2 separate regions of the Sus scrofa genome follow, and region 1 is linked to region 2. Evidence: chromatin contacts called from public HiChIP or PLAC-seq data. All regions are on one chromosome and are shown on one strand. Each heading gives the region's core, a stretch centred on a gene start, on an enhancer-like site or on the middle of the called end of the contact. The rest is flanking DNA. Distances are from core to core; before and after follow the strand shown.

The links. HiChIP or PLAC-seq counts read pairs in DNA pulled down with a chosen protein or histone mark.
Region 1: an H3K27ac HiChIP or PLAC-seq map of skeletal muscle shows a contact between it and region 2, with 5 times the contacts expected there. The contact joins two enhancer-like sites. A contact is called at or near these places in 3 of 47 Hi-C or Micro-C datasets (embryonic fibroblasts, heart right ventricle and retroperitoneal adipose tissue) and 2 of 2 datasets of contacts at active chromatin or transcription factors (alveolar macrophages and skeletal muscle).

The regions. Positions count from the first base shown.
Region 1 is chr1:98,431,653-98,435,252 of Sscrofa11.1, reverse strand. All of the region lies in intron 10 of CTIF (CBP80/20-dependent translation initiation factor), which reads right to left. Among named protein-coding and RNA genes, the nearest start is that of SMAD7, 110 kb to the left of the region's middle. Within about 2 kb of position 1,997, at least 37 of the 83 cell types and tissues checked have an H3K27ac peak or open chromatin away from gene starts, as enhancers often do. A contact at or near this core is called in alveolar macrophages, retroperitoneal adipose tissue and skeletal muscle, where this site is marked.
Region 2 is chr1:98,272,467-98,276,053 of Sscrofa11.1, reverse strand. All of the region lies in intron 6 of CTIF (CBP80/20-dependent translation initiation factor), which reads right to left. Among named protein-coding and RNA genes, the nearest start is that of TRNAD-GUC, 46 kb to the right of the region's middle. Within about 2 kb of position 1,438, at least 29 of the 83 cell types and tissues checked have an H3K27ac peak or open chromatin away from gene starts, as enhancers often do. A contact at or near this core is called in alveolar macrophages, retroperitoneal adipose tissue and skeletal muscle, where this site is marked.

The DNA of each region.
Region 1 (3,600 bases), core at 748-3,247, 160 kb before region 2:
CTTGGCCCGGAGATAGCAGGTGGCACCTGGGACCATCATCCCCCCACGATAGCATCCTCTGGATGCCTCTCTGAAGGAATGACAGCATGTTGTGTCTGACCCAGTGTGTATGGCTCCCTGAGACAAGGAGAGGGGGTGGGCTAGCTGGCGGGGGGTACCCTGAGGCTTCAGGCATTGGGCAGACACCCCTCACCAGGTCAGTCTGAACTCATAGGTCCCTCCTGGTGCCCATCAGGCTGGGACCCCGGCCAGCATAAGGAGAGGGCAGAGCGGGGAGGACAGCCCAGATTGTCATCTGCTCTTAGGGGGGCCTCCCCTGACCCCTGGCCCTTGGCTTCCCTCAACCTCCACCCACCTGAGGCCTGGACTTGACCTTGTGGGTTTTGGTGGGGGCAGGGGAGGGTGTGAGAAGCTTCTCTGGTGGAGGGAACTAGCTGCCTGCAAAGGCATTTTCCGCTCTCTAAAGTAAACAATCAAACAGGAAATTAATCGAGAAACCCACATCAACGGAAGGTTCAGGTTGTGATTTTCACAGCCCCAGAGCCAGGAAATTCAAAGTTATAGTTCCCATAGCAACTCGCCCATAGAATCGGGGGCCCCACAGCCACTGGGCTGGAATGAGACCTTGGAAGGTCAACTAGGCCAGCTCCTTGCCTCCAGGAAGTGCAGCTCTACAGCAAGTTTGAAGGCGCCAGGGTAGTATTGCTCTTCTCCCAGGGAGCCTGGGACAATGTCAGGACCTGCAAGGCCTGGGCTTTACTTTCAGTTCTCAGTGACGAGCCTTGTAAACCCTGCAATCAGCTGATAGCTCTGAGCTTCCGTTTTCTTTTTAATTTTTTTCAAAATTATAGTTGATTTACCATGTTGTCAGTTTCTGCTGTACAGCAAAGTGATGACCCAATCATATATATATATATATATATATATATATATATATATATATGAATTCTTTTTCTTATATTCCATCATGTTCTATCACAAGTGATTGGATATAGTTCCCTGCGCTATACAGCAGGACCTCACAGCTTATCCATGCTAAATGCAATAGTTTGCATCTACTAATTCCAAACTCCCCGTCCATCCTACTCCCTCCCGCATCCCCTCCATGTCCATGAGTCTGTTTCTGTTCAGCTTCACTTTTCCATATCCCCATAACCATTATTCCTGTATCCCTGTGTTCTATAAATTAGAAATAAGATTTATGCCTGCAAGACGCTCAAGTGAGGGGCTGAGTGAGGCATACTTATTCTTACATCTCCCAGCCCTTGTTCTACTTGGGCCCATAACCACCCCCATCTCTGGACCTTGTGATTGGCCTTGACGCCCCCCCCCCACCCCCGCCTCCATGCTGTGGTTATTTTTCCTCCAAGAAACCTCTCCATTGATTGACAGGGCCAAAAGCTTTCAGCCAGCCTCCAAGGTGGCTACATTTTTCAGATGTCCTTGTCTCTTCAACTTGCCCTTCCACCCCTCCTGGACCAAATATATAATAGTAGCTCAAGCTGCACTTACTGCTCCCCTGACTGATAACCAAGTGGCCTGAATGGAACCAGAGGTAAGCTCCCCCCACCCCACCCCCCGTTCAAGCCTGTGGGGGGTTGTACGTCTTGGGTGGGGTTTTCTTTTGTGTGCGACTAGTGAGGAGTCCCGCCTGGCAGGAAAGGAGATAAGGGCGTTGGAGCTCCACTGAGAAGGAAACAGTCTGGAATCCTTCCCCGAGAGTCACCCTGCCCTCCCACCCGAGATGACCACGAGAGCCGGCTGGCCTTATCGGCGAGGTTCTGCAGCCCAGGCCCAGGGACCCCTGGGATAACACAGGCCGAGGCAGGAGCGGGCACTCCCGGGCAATGGGCCTGTAGTAAAGGGTGCCCGGCCCGCCCGCCCACCCGCCCGCCAGCCTGGCTCTGGAGACGAGCCGTGAATTGAGCAAAGCAGTGGAAAGAGAAGTGGCGCCTGCTGGAAAGCAGACAGAGCGGCTCCTGGATTTCCTAACAGGCACAGCCGCGTGCCAGGGCCGATGGGCCAGCTCAGAGTGCCCGCCCGGCCTCGCTTGCGAAACAGCTCTTTCCTCCCCTGGGTGAGCTTTCCCGGGTGGCCGAGCTGCTGTCTTGCCACCCAAGTCCCTGCGTGAGGCCTCCCCCTCCTCCCCTCCCACCCTCCCTTGGGCTTAAACACCTCAGAGGACAGTGGGAAAGGTGGGATGCCTCCTGGGAGCACAAGACGTTTCCTTTCTAGAAGCCAGAAAAAGAAATTTAATCAGGAAGGAGTGACGAGAAGGCAGGTATGGACAGAGGGCTGATTTCTCTGCAGTCTCAGAGACCAGGAGGCGGGCATTGCCACAGACGGTGACCCACTGGCTTCAGAGGAAAGGCCTCCCTGTGTACAGAGTCGGGGGCCACTCTAGGCGGGGGTCCAGCCCTGCTCCCTGATGGGCACACAGTCATCTGAAGGCTGTGCCAACCCACCTTTTCTTTTTCTATTTTCTCTTTAGGGCCACACCTGCGGCATATGGAAGTTCCTGGGCTAGGGGTCGATTCAGAGCTGCAGCTGCCAGCCTACACCACAGCCACAGCAACGCTGGATCCTTAACCCACTGAGCGAGACCAGGGAGCGAACCTGCATCTCCCTGGATACTAGTCGGGTTCTTTTCCACTGAGCCACAACGGGAACTCCTCCAACTCATCTTTTCTTGCACCAGGGAAGAAGCTTCTCAGAAGGTTCTTCATGGTATGTCAAGTTAACCAAGGGTCCCTCCTACCAGTTCTAGACTTTTCAGGGAGTGTGAGTGGGGAAGGGTACAAGTAACCAGCAAGGGGCTATGCTGCCCCAAGCATGGATGCTGAAGGAGCCTTTGCTGACAGCTCTGAGCGTGATCACGAAGGATAAAAGCCTGCAGCAGCCCGGTTCCCATCTTCCTGGGGTGGGAGTGGTGGGTAGGGTCTGAAGCCACATCACAGAAGCTGGGCTGGAGGCTGCCCCTTGGGTGAGGGAGCTTAGCTGGTCCTGCGGTGTGTTTGGGTGCGCGGAAGTAACCAAGGACCAACTGGGCAGGGACAGCTGTGCCTGGGACAATTAAGCAGAGAAAAATAGGGCTGTGCTCAAGGCATAATTAGCATTTGTACTCGGAGCAGCAGCCACCCAAATGGAGGGGCAGACAGGCCTGGGCTGAGAACAGGGCCTGGGCTGCCTGGGGACAGCAGAAGTACTCGCTGCCAAGTCTAAGATTGGAGATAAGACTATTTAAGTGGCACCTGGAAGTGTGTTTGGTTTTAGATCCTTACCCTTACCAAAGTATACATTTTCATAATGGAGTGACTCTTTCTAAATTGAGCTGATCTCTTTGGGTGAGTGAGCCTGTGAGTCAATATTCTTTCCTTTCCTTTTCTTTCTCTTTCTTTCATTCTTTCTCTCTCTCTTCTTTCTCTCTCTTTCTTGCTTTCTCTCTCTCTCTTTCTTTCCCTCTCTTTCTTTCTCTCTCTCTCTCTCTTTCTTTTTTAAGGGCCACATGTACCACATATGGAGGTTCCCAGGCTAGGGGTCTAATCGGACCTGCAGCTGCCAGCCTTCACCACAGCCACAGCAACATCAGATCTGAGCCTC
Region 2 (3,587 bases), core at 189-2,688:
TATGTTGTCAGCAAATAGAAAGCCATAGGTGATGTCAATTACTGGCAACATTATCAAGAAGTTACCAAGACAGACAACAGAACGGGTATAAACATGAAACTTGCCAAGAGACTAGAGCTTACTTGTTTCCAACACTAAAAGAAATACTAATTCTGTGACCTGGTAGAGGTGTTAGCTAACAGTACATTTCTACCACACTGCAATGTAAATGTATCAAGTCAATATCTCCTATTCATTAAACTTGCACAATGCTGTCAAACAGATCTCAATTTTTTTAAAAAGATAGGGAAAAAAATATTAAGGGCCAATTGGCCTACAAGTAGGTCCTCAGGCACTGGTTCTTAACTTGAGCATCCATCAGGAGAGCTTGTCAAAACACAGATTGCTGGCCCCACCCCTAGAGTTGCTTGGTCAGAAGCAGTGAAAGGGGGGAAGGCCGCTAAGGATTTGCATTTCTTTCTTTCTTTCTTTCTTTTTTAAGGGCTGCACACATGGCATATGGAGGTTCCCTGGCTAGGGGTCAAATTGTAGCTGTAGCCACTGGCCTACACCACAGCCACAGCAATGCCAGCTCTAAGCCATGTCTGTGACCTACATCACAGCTCATGGGAATGCTGGATCCTTAACCCACTGAGCAAGGCCAGGAATTGAACCTGCATCCTCATGGATGCTAGTCAGTTTCCACTGAGCCATGAGGAGCACTCCAGAATTTGCATTTCTAGCAAGTTCCTGTGTGATACTCATGCTACTGGTCTGAGGACCACACTTGGAGAACCAGTGTCCTAAGGGCTGCAAAGGAGAGTAGGATGTGGAGCGTGTGGTGTGGGGAGAGGTACATATGTGTGAGGAGAGACACACGGGCACCCAGTGAGGTGTAGGGCAGCCCATTTATAGGGATATATTAAGCACTGGAGGAGCCCAGGAGAAGCAAAAGGAAGTGAGTTATCAGGGAGGGCAGCGTAGAGAAGATGACTTTCAAGCAGTCTTTGAAGAATAGGTATGTGGCAGGGAGGCAAATGTGGCGGGGGCGGGGGGGGGGGGCTCAGCACTGGTGCTGCTGAATCAGGGAGCATTAACTAGTCAAAGGCAGGAAGTCCCAGGAGAGAAACCTAGGAAGCCATCAGGCACCGGGGCTGTAGGAAAGTCTGAGGTTTCCCCATAAGGCCTCGGGAATGAATCACTGAAGGATTTGTAAGCAGGGCAAGAGGACGTCTGGTAAAACCTTTACCTTTTGGGGTCTAAGTTCCCCTGTCTGTGTAATGGGGTGATGGCTAGAGGGTCTGGGCAGGCCTTTTCCAGCCCTGACAATCTGTGATTCCACGGGGGCAGGGGACAGGGCGTGCTGCCACCCAGCCTGTGGCGTCGCCCCGCTGGCAGTCCCTTGCAAAGCACAGGGACCCAGTGGCCACTCACACATGCTTCTTCCGTCTGCCCATCTGCTGCCTCCAGAACCCTGGCCAGCCTGGGAAGTGGAGGCAGACGACGGGGAGGTGTCACACACACTGCTCATCTCTCCCCGTCCCAGGCCCCCCCTCCCCCGCAGCCTGCAGAGCCAAGCGGCCTGGGACTGTGCCCCGGTTCACAATGGAAGGAAGAGGGTGTAGGAGGGAGGTCCCCGGGCTGACCCTGGTATTGTTCTTGGGCCAGAAGAAAGCTTCCTCCTGCCGGCCACTGCAAGGCTAGAAGCGACGCCGGCCAGCCAGTGAGAGTCAGCGCGTCCTGGGGGGGGCGGGGGGCGCCTGCCGTCGGGGTGGCCTGGGAGCCAGGGCCCATTCACAAACGCCTGCTCCAGAGCACGTAGCCCTGTCCGCCCCCGCCCCCGGGCCCCCCGGCGGCGGCGGCGGCTCCCAGTGAGAGGAGCTGGGGTAAACGAAAATAACTAGGCTTCTCCGCCTCCCAGCTCACGGCCGCCAGGAAGGAGAACGCGACCAGAAATGGCACCGTGGCTAATAAAGGAATAATGGATGCTTCACACCCTCAGCAACACCTTCCTCTTCCCCCAGCCTCCGCTGCTCCTGCCACCCGCCGCCAAGGACAGAGCAGGAAGGTGCTGGACCCGGGTGCAACCTTGTTGAATCAGGACCAGCCCAAGTCACCAGGACATCCCCAGACCAGCCAGGGGGGTCACTCTAGCCCTGGGAAGCTGATCTAGGAAGCGGCGGTGGGGCTGCAGGCCGGGTTTCAGGACTGTTGTGTCATTCGGGTGGGTGTGTGCAGGAGGGTGGATCTGCCTCTCTCTGAGCATCAGTAGCTAAGGCCTCGGAAGCCAGCTGAGGGCCTGCTCTTGGCACTGGGCACCTGGCACCTCTGCTGGCGTCCTTGTCCTGAATCCGAGCCCTTCTGGAGCAGAGCTGGGCAGCACAGCTCCTGCTGTCTGGGAAGTGTCCTGGGCCCCCCCAGAGGTCGTGAGGGAGGCCGACTTGAGTCTGGCCTCTCTTGGGCCTGCCTCTGCCCCACCCTGCCCCAACTGAGGATCAAGCCCTCTGTCATTCAGCGAAGGATTCTGGGTATGGCCTGGCCTGAAGCAAGTCATGGACCAGATGACCTCTCTACTGGGGGCAAGTCCTGTTTTAAAGGGACTCTGGCCGGTCCCCAACGAAGAAACAAAACTTCCTTCCTCGGCCACCGTGGGAAGATATGTACAATCATAGGAACTCCACATAGGTCCCAGAAAGCCGGCCTAAGGATTGCTCATTTGCCCTGGCTCCATAAACCTTCCTTCCCTCGTACATTTCTCTGTTCAAGAACATTCAGCTGAGTCCCTATTTGGTCCGCTCCCAAGGAAGGCCTCGAGCGCTTGCCCCAACTGGTCTCTCTGCTGTTGGGAAGGGCCCTCCGGAACTCCGGGACTCCTCCAATCATTTCTCCATGGCCTCCGTTTCTTCTGAACCGCTGCCCATCCACTCCTGCGATCCTTCATGCCACACCCTTTCCTTTTCTCTCTATAGGTCCACCTCCCTGGCCAAGACTCAAGGCCCAGGCTGTCGTCTGCCTCCTCCAGGAAGCACGAGCACATGGAGAGGCAAGAAACAACTGGAGAAGCTCAAAAGTGGCCTAGCACCAGCTCCTTCAAAGGCCCATGGAATCCCTGAGGTCCGGGGTGGGCTGGTTGGTCTAGGACGGTTTCACAAAGGGGGTGAAATCTGACAGCGGGGAGATCTGGAGAAGGGAGAGGAAAGGACACCCCAGGTATGAGGGACGGGGTCTCACACGCAGCTGGAGAGGCAGCTCTGCTCTCGGCCTGAGGTCTACACGGGCACATGGGTGTTCTTTCAGATCTCTTGGATTTTTAAAAATTTTGATCGATAAATTGATTGATTGATTTGATTGATTGCTTTTCAGGGCTGCAAGTGTGGCATATGGGAGGTTACCAAGCTAGGAGTCGAATCAGAGTTACAGCTGCCAGTCTATGCCACAGCCACAGCAATGCATGATCCAAGCCGCATCTGCAACCTACACCACAACTCACAGCAACACCAGATCCTTAACCCGCTGAGTGAGGCCAGGGATCAAACCTGAAATCTTATGGTTCCCAGTTGGATCTGTTTCTGCTGCACCATGACGGGAACTCCATCTGGGTTTTTTTT